Regions from separate parts of the Hordeum vulgare genome. Here region 1 is linked to region 2. A link is a contact called in public Hi-C data. All regions are on one chromosome and are shown on one strand. Each heading gives the region's core, a stretch centred on a gene start, on an enhancer-like site or on the middle of the called end of the contact. The rest is flanking DNA. Distances are from core to core; before and after follow the strand shown.

Region 1 (5,118 bases), core at 471-2,970, 340 kb after region 2:
CAGGTGCTCTTTCAAATAGACTAGAGGATCCGCGTCTTGCTCTAGAACTTTGCCGTAATCATCAAAGTGTATAACTTGTAGATTGCAAACCAAGTTGAAAAGCATGCAGGAAGACAACACAATTGTGGTCAAATACATCCATGACATTATGGAAGCAAATAGCACGATGCATGATCTCCAAATTGACTCGTGGAACATGTGGGAAAAGCGGAACATCTCTCGGGTAATCTTCACAGCAAGGCATGGCAATATCCACCACATAAGTGTTCGGAAGAAGTCCTGTCATTGGGGTCGCAGCACTTGTTAACACAAAAAACGAATGACAAAACTCCTACACATTATGAGTAGTGAATGATGGTTCCGGTGATCCAGTCCTAGTCACCGAATTCCACAATTCAAATTTCCACTAGAAATAATACCTAAAATTCAAGTTTCTTTGCACAAAGAACTTAACTAAATACTCCCTGGTGTAAAAAAAAGTCTTATATTTTGATATAGAGGGAGTATATGAGCATAGGCTAATCAAACAGACATGTGGCACAAACATAAAACTGCTAGTTAAGGACAGACCCATGAATCCACACACCCATGACCCCGCTCACATGCCGACACGAGCAGGCACATGCTGACATGCATATACAACATATATAACCGAGAATTGATCACCTCGGTACGACCTTAAGTAAGGACAGACCCATGAATCCAGGGCGGCAGGAATATATATTAAAAAGGGTGTACAAAAAAGGATCCAGACAGGATTTTTCAGTAGGCTAGCAGATGGGCTGCAATAAGCCAGCTCCTGAAACCTGAATCTAAGCATAATCTCACATCCATAGCCTCAAAATTCCCCTTGTACTGTCTCCTCCTGAATCCAAGCACCTGATTTCACTTAATTTATCATTCGCTTGCACTGTGTTTTGACAAAAATGGCGCGGAGCACTGTTGCACTTGTCCATCAACTAGCAAGTAACAAGAAATTGATCCGAATGCTCGCTGTGAAAATGAATCCAGGCAAGTTCAATTTCTCGTTTCACAGCTAAATTAGGACACCAAAGCTCACACAAAAATTCCCCCAATGAACAGGCCAAATGGAAAAGTTACTAGGCATTCATCCGCAAGTCATGGAAGAATACGCCAAAATTGAGCTGCGAGATAGCACCTGGATCCTGACGACGTACTCCTTCTGGAAGCGGATCCGCATGCCAAGCTCCGGGTCAACGAAGAGGAACTTGCGGAGGCCGTACATGGCCATCTTCCTCGACACGCAGGCGACGGCGACGGCCGCCGCCGCCGCCTGCGACATCATGACGCACACCTCGAACATCTCCACCTCAAACTCTTCGCAGACCCGCTCGCGCTTGCGGCACGGGGAGACGCTCACGGCCACCGCAGGCAGCGCGACGCCCACCACCGCCAGCGCGGAAGCCGCGAAGGCCACGCCAAGAGGGGTCGAGGCAGAGAGGCCCGACACCGCGAGGAACGCCTCCAGCCGCCGGAGCCACCGCGCCAGCGGCGCGTCTGCATCAGCGAGCGAGAGCAGCGGCACGGAGATCGCCAGGTGGTTCTCCGAAGGCGCGCGATTCGAAGGCCTGCTCAGCGACGGGGGCAGCGGCGGCGGCATGGGCGGCGGGGACGGCGCTCCGGCGAGGCGGTCGCCGTTGGCCATGGGCGGGAAGGGGAGGAAGCAGGGGGGCACGCACAGGTGTAAAGTAAAAATAAGGCGGTCGGAAGGCAGGGACGAGGAAGTGGGCCCTTTTATTCCGTTCGCGAGCACGTGGGGCCGCTCCAGTGAGCCCACATGTCGGCGGGGGAGCGGGTTGGAGTGGCGAGGGAGCGAAGAGTTCTGTGCTTTGGCCTCCGGCTCCGGGTATCTCCCGTGCTGTGGTGTTGCGTGCGACGCCGGGGAGGTGCGGGGACACGTGGCGGGGATCCCGGGAAGGTTTAGGTGCCTTTGCAAAGTGCCTTTCGATTTTGCGTGTGAAGGATGCCACAAAGGTTCCACATGGCTGGCTACGGTTCGTAGCCTCACGGACAGGGAGCGAAATCGAATTTTATTTTAAAAAATTTATAAGAGCAACCCCAGCACGTAAATTTTTCCGCTTTTTATCCGCTTGGATCGGCGGGCCGCCCAACGTCCGTACTGTTTTAGATTTGGATCGACAATGCGTCCAACGTCGCCGATCCATTTCATGTCCGCAATCAACATATTAAAAAAAAGGGTCCCTGGCTAATCATTGCCAGCGGCCATGTTTCATGCCATCGCCATGCCAGCGCGAGCATACAATGCCGGCTTCAAAAAATAGCACCATAGTTCATGTTGGCGCGCTCGCCAGCCGGCCGGCACACATGCCAGCATACAAAAAAGGTGGGACTTGAGTTCGACCAAGCCATTGCGGCCCCCGTGGTCATCCCAGCACACCTGCCAGCATCGAAGCCAGCGGCCTGCACACCACCCTCGAAGATCATGTTCTGCATGTAGTCTTCGTCACCGGCGGCCGGCATTCCGTCGAACAGGTTGCGTGCGCCCGACAGCTGGTCGGCTGGCGTTTGCTGCGCGAGTTTCCTCGCGCCTCCGGATGACGAGCCACCGGCCACCGCTCTGGCGCTGAGGTCGATGGTCGCGGGCGCGGGCGTGGAAGGCGCGACCACGCTCACCTCGGGCGAGCACTCCCCCGAGAGGCGGGAGGCCTGCGGGTAGACGTAGAAGCCGGGCACCGGGTTGCAAGCTGACGCGCGGGGCGAGTTGGTCAACAGCGTCCGAGGGAAGGCGGATGAGCCGATGCTGACCGCGGCGGCCACATCGGCATTGACGAGGCCGTGCTGGCTAGGGTTTAACCCCAACATGCAGAGCGCCTCCCTCGTTGCCGCCGCGACATGGACATTGTTGACCTGCTGTTGCGTGGCGGCCACCGCGATGGCTTCATCCCTCGCGCCCGCCGCGTGCCTCCGGTCCTTCCTCTTGGCCGACTCCTTTGCCCGCTGTTCGGGCGTCAACACCTTCTTCGACTTCGGCGGCGGCCTTCTGGGAGTGTTTTTTTGGGGGAAATGGGGGGGGGGGGATGGTTGTGGATGCCATCGACCGACGAGCTTGGGGAGAGGAGCAGGCGCGCGCGTCCGTCTCGTGTCCGCACCGACGCAAATCCATCCTGAAATTGGACCGGGAACGGGTCGCCAAGCGAACGCCAAGCGAACGCGCGTTCGTTTGGGTCGGCGCGTTGGGCCGACTTTTGTGTCTATGCCGACCCAAACGGACGGCGACGTATAAAGTAAGTCACCGTATTGGAGATGCTCTAAAGAGTCAGAAGAATACGCGTAATTTTACGCAAGCTAAAGATGACATTAAATGGGTATGGTTTAAACTCACGGTTATGTATTGGGTTTAAATTGATTTCGGTGTAAAAAATAATCGGTTTTGGTTTTGGTTGAGCTAAAGATGACATTAAATAGGTATGGTTCAAGTGTGGTTTTGAAAAATAAATGAACGGGTATGGTTCAAGTATGATTTAGATATAAAACCATTCTCAGATTTACGCCCACCTAGACGTGTCTTCTCAAAATAAACATTTCTTTCTTTGTCTACATTATCAAAGCAATGAGTTAATCAATTTTCTCAATGGTTGAGTCTGGGTCATGTGCTCGCTCTCATGACGAGTGTGCCGGATCTCGAGTCAAAGCAGATCCCATTTGACAAAACAGAATGCAACATACTGAAAATAATATCCGCTAAGGATCAACCATGTTTGATTGGTTCCTTCACCTCACGAACCTGCAAGGATCCGGACTCCAAGAAAGGATCACTCAGCTTTGGCAGCGATGAACCACACACGGGCATGCCTTCAGTCGAGGGAAACACATTCATTTAGCCATCATTACGTATGATTTCGATGTACGAAGTATTCCAATTGACGTGTGTTGCTGGTAACATCAATTTAATGAACAAAAAAATTGACCTCTGATGCGGGGAAGAGCATCTACAATCGGACGGCCTCATTTATCCTTCCAGAATTGCATTTCTTGTATTCAAATTCTTAAATTAATGCAAAAAACCATGCATGTCCATAATATAATATCACAAATCTAACAATTGAACAAAATAAAATAAACCACAATTCAACAATTCAATACATGCCAAAATAAAAATTCAATAATTTATGGATATACAAGAATAAATCATTTGCCTCTTGTTTTGGGCACGTTGATCCCTTTCTTTTTAACTTTGAACCACTCTGGCCTTCCTCATTCAAGATGCTAGCGTCACTCAACACGATCCTGGTATCCTCTGTTCCGATCAAGCTTCAACACCCCTCTCTCTTTCTCTCTCTCTCTCTCTCAAAATCAATTGAACTCAGTGTCTTTTAGCCTTCTCGAGCCCCATTTTGCCTATTTCTCTTCTTCTTCAAGTCCATCTTATTCGTCTCAAGGCTTAACTTCTCTTTCACCCTCTCCTGGTCAAACTCCATCCTCTCCCATTGCACATCCAAGAAAAGTTTGTCCCCTCCTCCTTCTCCTTCTTGATAGAAAAAAATGTCCATCCATGTGACGGACATATGTGATCTCCTACAAATGAAGCTAACAATACAAATGATGACAATTTGAAGCAAGTCAAACTTACATGACTTTGGACTCCAATGCCACTTTGGTTATGGCCATCCAAATGTGAAAACTAACCGCAAAACTTGTTGACGCTCTCTTGGATGATGGACCATCATGGCTTGTGAATGTCAGACCTCTTCCCTTTGGTTGCTTTTTTTTTGTAGTGCCCAATGTTTGCTCAACATCATACATTGGGGAATTGCTATCACCTGCATCATAATGCATACACTCTTGATCATCATTGATCAAGTCCATCATGAATGCGTCCTAAAATTAGCATCACAATTAAACTAGTGGAATTTGCAACAAATAGATCCAATTGCATATGCAAAATTGATCCCTAAGTTGATCAAATGGCATATGCACAAACAAGCAAAGCAATACAATGGCATATGGGGCAAGAATGTCCCCTGTCTTGGTCGGGCATTTCGTCGAACATGACATGGGTATACTCGGCGCTCGTGTTTCCATACGTTGGCCGCAACCATTAGAGTTGCGGCAAATTGTGCACTATCTCCGTTGCAC
Region 2 (5,666 bases), core at 2,626-5,125:
TCGTCGGTATCCGCATACCTATTTCAATCTCGTTACTGGCAAGTCTCTTTACTCGTTCCGTAATACAAGATCATGTGACTTACACTTAGTCACATTGCTTGCAAGGCTTGTGTGTGATGTTGTATTACCGAGTGCGCCCCGAGATACCTCTCCGTCACATGGAGTGACAAATCTTAGTCTTGATCCATACTAACTCAACGGACACCTTCGGAGATACCTGTAGAGCACCTTTATAGTCACCCAGTTACGTTGCGACGTTTGATGCACGCAAGGTATTCCTCCGGTGCCAGTGAGTTATATGATCTCATGGTCATAGAAACAAATACTTGACACGCAGAAAACAATAGCAATAAAACGACAAGATCAGTATGCTACATTCATAGTTTAGGTCTAGTCCATCACATGATTCTCCTAATGATGTGATCTAGTTATCAAGTGACAACACTTGCATATAGTCAGAAAACCTTGACTATCATTGATCAACTGGCTAGCCAACTAGAGGCTTGTTAGGGACATTGTTTTGTCTATGTATCCACACATGTATCCATGTTTTCATTCAATACAATTATAGCATGGATAATAAACGATTATCTTTAAACAGGAAATATAATAATAACTATTTATCATCGCGTCTAGGGCATATTTCCAACAGATAGCCTTTGGACGAAATTTATAAAGTGACGTCTTGAACATTTCATCCAAGCCTTCATGCTTTCCTTATGGTGGATTCAATGTGTGAAAATCACCATTGGAAGCTCCATTGTTCTTTCCTGCGCATGCCCCTTCTTCTCCATGCTAGATCCCGCTCCAACGGATATCCTCCTTGTCCATGCTAGGTCCTTCATTCATAAGTACAACAAAAGTATCTAACTTAGGCAACATCATATGTTCATGAACAATAGAAGGATTTCCAAGAAATGAAAGTACCTGGTAATTCAATTGGCGTGCGCGAGCTCTAGTAACTGGTTCGGTATGTATAGCAGCTAGGGTTGTGGTTGTAACAATGGTGTTGATGTCCTCATCACGTGGAGCTTGGAAGGCTTAATATATATGGTAGCAAAAGATTAGCAATAATCAATTCAGAGATGCAATGTTGAATAAACGCTCAACGACGGTACTGTGCTGGTCCTAGGCTAGACCATACTAGAGACGAGAGTCTAGAACACTAATGGAGTCATGACAAAGTACAAATAACAGCAACGGATGATACGAAGTAGCTCTAGATAGCAAGATATAAGTGAAGATCACAATGACAGTAAAGATAATGATAACAAATGACTCTCAAGTAGGATATACCAAAATTCTCTGTGCAAATTTCCTCTAGAAAATATTATGTCAAAATTTTCATTTTTTTCAAGAATTCTACTGACTCAAGCTTTCCAATGCAAAAAAGAATCACTCAATTCTGAGTTAATATGAGGAGTCAAAGTTTTTGCAAACATACCTAGAAATTATTGGTAAATTGTGTTCCCAAACTTTGTAGGACAAAAAGTCCTATTTATAAGCCGATTTAGAAGTGAGAATAATTAACTTTCTTGATTAAGTATTCAGATGCGTCTCGTCGATACCTTGAATTTGAGTACCCGTGGATCTAAAACGGACTTCGTATGAGAAAGATATGCATGTTTTACTGAACATGGGCAAAACATATTCCAATCCAAATTCAAATACGAGATTGAATCTAGGTAGATCCGAAATTTGTTTTTTTTCTCTTTTCTCCTTTTTTCACTATTTTTTCTTATCCCTTTTTTTTCTCTCTCTCACTTTTTTTATAGTTTTTGTTCTTTTTTCTTTCATTCAACAAACGAGATAAGATGCAAATCAGGTCAAGCGTAGATGCAAATGACCTCAAGTCTGATAATGACAATAAACAATGAAAGCACGTGATGGAAATTGATGGATGGTGGTGAACAACAACAAAACGGGTGATGATGCAGCGGTGGTGCGACTAATGTGAACAGAACTCAAAACTCTAAAGGAACTAAATACTAGGACCAGCAACTTGACAGGACGATGCAACCGATAATTCAACTATGCAAGCATTAAAAAGAAATTTGCAAAGGATCACACTGGCTTGGACAAAGGATGAATAGATCTAACTCTTTTTGTGGCTTTTACTTGGACAATAGGGAAGAAAAATAAATCTAATATAGGAATAACTGGAAATTCTCACTGAGCAACCTGGAAACTGATACCACTTGATAGAAGCGAGGGTCCCGACCTTTTGATGAGATGATAGCTATTGATTTGGTGGAAGCGACTTTCATGACCCGACTATAAACGTGGACGACGTTGCGCCTTAGCAATCGCTAAACCAATCTCTAGGAGGTTATTGACCACGTCGGCGCACGATCAACCTGACCACGAAGGTCTTCCTACAAGCAATCAAAGAACAAACAAGAATATGATAAAGCAATCTGAATATTGCGAATATAGATAAAGTATTGATAAAGGTGAGGATCCGAAAGCGGTCTTGGTCTGATCGTTGGACACAAACGAAGTACACAAAGTTGCAATGGCTAACTTTTAAATAAACAAATCCCCAATTTTTTACTAGATTGATCTACTTATATAGGAGTAAGGGGTGTCAGCCAAGGATGTGGGAGGACGTCTAAAGGCAAGCTAAAACTAACCCTAGGTCATACAATTTCTATGGATCCAAGTGGAGGTGATGCAATACCTTTGGACTTATAGTTTGACTCGGATTCTAATGGAACGTCAGATTGTTTCGTCAATATCTCCATGCTCCGGACGAATTTAAAGGTGATCATAACTGGGTTGGAACGTACATAAAATCTACTTTCCAACAAAAAAGAATCATCCAATTTGAAGTCCATATGTAAAAGTTCTTGACGTTTTGAGACAGGTATGTATGTGCAGTCCGAATCTAAATTCAGAACGTGAGAGACTTGGACTCTATCTTCTCTTGGTCTAAAAGTAACGTGAGAGAACTTCTTAAACAACACCTAAACGTCTATTTTTCCCTTATCTTCATATGTGAATTATACAAGTGTCTGATAGTTCTGCAATTAGGACCAAAATAAAAAAAGATAAAATACTTTTGTTTCTATATAGCATAAATATATTATTGCATAACTTTTATTAAGAATCACCTTAAATAAATACACACGTGTAATATTTGTGATCATATCGAAGGTAGCCTTGTCCTCATCATCACTCCCTTCAGGCATACTTTCGATCCTACACGACGTGAGTCTGCAATTTGTGTATCGTAGGGCAGAACGCTTCCGCGTCACGTCGGCTTTGACGCAACGCTTCCGTCGGGGTCATCCTCACCGCACTTGTCGGATCTCCACATCCCACGGATCGGTGGGCGTGCGACGGATTTTAGACACCGACGTGAGAAATGAAGGAGAGAAATGAAGAATCACGACGACGGTGGAGGAAGATCAAACTCGCGGATCCGCATACGTATCGCGCATGGTATGTTTGCGGGCCACTGTAAACTATTTACGGGCCGGGCCGGGGCGGTCCGGTCCGAGTAGAGCTGACAAAATAAACCTAAATTTGTATACTCGGAAATTTAGAGTGTGTGATGTGGTTTGGTTCGATCCACGATCCGAGCAAGTGCGGACCAACTGAACCCAACAGACAATGGCCGGTCCGGTCCGAGTAGAGCTGACAAAACAAACCTAAATCTATATACTCGGAAATTTAGAGTGTGTGCTATGGTTTGGTTCCATCCACGATCCGAGCAAGTGCGGACCAACTGAACCCAACAGACAATGGCCGGTCCGGTCTGGTCTGAGTAGAGCTCGGACCAACTGAACCCAACAAACAATGGCCGGTCCGGTCCGGTCTGAGTAGAGCTGACAAAATAAACCTAAATCCGTATACTCAGAAATTTAAAGTGTGTGCTGTGGTTTGGTTCGATCCACGATCTGAGCAAGTGCGGACCAACTGAACCCAACAGACAACCTACTACGCTAGTGCGCCTCCATCTCCGAGACTCCGACCACGCCACGGCAACCGAGGCTCCCCCTCCCCTGCAAGTGCTCCCTTCCTTCCCGCTTCCCTCGTCAACCAAATCAAGCACGCCCCTCCTCCCACTTCCCCAATCTCCCGAGCCTTCTTTCTCCTCGCCAATCGCGTCCCAAACCCCCCACCCACCCTGCGGGGATCGATCCCCCTGCCGACCGACTGCGCAGCGGCAGCCGCGGCCGCGTCCGCGCCTTCCTCCCCGCCGATTCAGCCGACCGATCGCGGCAGCCCTCGACCACCCATGCTTCTCCGGGCGGCTGCGGACGAGATATGAGCCGGCGGGGAATCGCCGGAGCCGCTCACGCCGCCCGCCATGGACCCCTCCGAGCGCCCCGCCGTCGTGTTCGACAACGGCACAGGGTACAGCTCCGAATCTCCCCGTCCGATCCTGCGACTGCGCAGTAGCTAGGTTTTTTTTTCCTTACGTTTGTGCGGGTCCCTGAGTGCGTATGCGTGCCCGTGTGTTCCCGCTGACCGCGCTGGGAGGTGAACTGGGGCAGGTCGGATCGGATTACCGACTGCCGTGGAAATAAATGCATTTCGTTAGCCAATGGGACATGGATCACCACCAACGACTGCCGTGAGGCTTGCTCCCTAATTGCGAGCCAACATTCACATTGGTAGCTAGAGCGTTCTAGAGTATGTTGAACCTGAACCTGAAATGACACGAATTTCTATGCGTGTTTGATTTTTTTTTTCTACAGTAGAATGGACTTTCCATGGCTTATCTTTATTTCATCATTGGTTGAACTAGGTGTTGGCCCATTCATTTTTGGTTTGTCTTTAAATCCACGCTGCCAGCGGTAAGGCAATATCTGTCTGGTTAATGGTTGGAGCTACCAACGGAAAATCTAGGGACTGCTACTTTTTCGGGATTATAGCTAATAGTGGTGTTCAAGTGCTTTAGCTCAAATTTATCGTTACTGTTACACTGTAGACTATTACGAAGTACTATAACATGTCTTAACTGATGCACTATGTGTGTTCCGTGAAACATAAAAACGACAATCGCTAACAGACTGCGATAGAAGACAGGAAATTACTGTTTTTCTCTTGAAGCCGGATTGTTTTGGTTTCTTCAAAGCCGCTTGAAAATTTCCATATGCATGTCACTTGTAAAATTTGCTCTATTAGCTCATCACACCGTGTCCTTACATAATCTGTATGCTCTCATGTTTAGGTATAGCAAACTTGGGTTTGCTGGTAACTCCGAGCCGTCTTTCACCATCCCTACTGTAGTAGCTGTGAATGAATCTTTCTTGGACCAATCAGAGCAGTGCAGTAGTGCAAATTGGTTAGCACAGTATAATGCAGGTGTCATGGCTGATCTTGATTTTTTTATCGGGGACGAGGCTCTGTCACATTTCAAATCTAGTGGCCTGTACAGTTTAAGAAGCCCAATTCGCCATGGTCAGGTATGCATATATATTTTCTGTTTGTAATATTGTCCTTCGGGGTGCACCATGCCACTATGTCATGTCCTTTTCCCTGCTCTCCAGGTGAATGACTGGGATACAATGGAGAGATTTTGGCAGCAATCCATTTTCAATTATCTACGCTGCAATCCTGAGGAACACTACTTCCTACTTACAGATAGTCCTGTCAGTACGCCTGAAAGTCGTGAATGTATGGGAGAAATTATGTTTGAGACCTTTAATGTCCCT

Evidence for each region. Hi-C and Micro-C count contacts between places; a contact is called where the count stands out from the background.
Region 1: a Hi-C map of leaf shows a contact between it and region 2, with 3 times the contacts expected there. The contact joins the promoter of LOC123412824 here to the promoter of LOC123409811 in region 2. A contact is called at or near these places in 3 of 6 Hi-C or Micro-C datasets (leaf and seedling).

Annotation. Positions count from the first base shown.
Region 1 is chr7H:412,999,945-413,005,062 of MorexV3_pseudomolecules_assembly, forward strand. It overlaps LOC123412824, which reads right to left and starts at 1,721. Exons shown (of 5, transcript XM_045105770.1): 1 at 1,160-1,721; 2 at 1-279. The coding sequence starts at 1,666.
Region 2 is chr7H:412,653,584-412,659,249 of MorexV3_pseudomolecules_assembly, forward strand. It overlaps LOC123409811 (actin-related protein 3-like), which reads left to right and starts at 3,876. Exons shown (of 10, transcript XM_045102684.1): 1 at 3,876-4,362; 2 at 5,183-5,417; 3 at 5,502-5,666. The coding sequence starts at 4,316.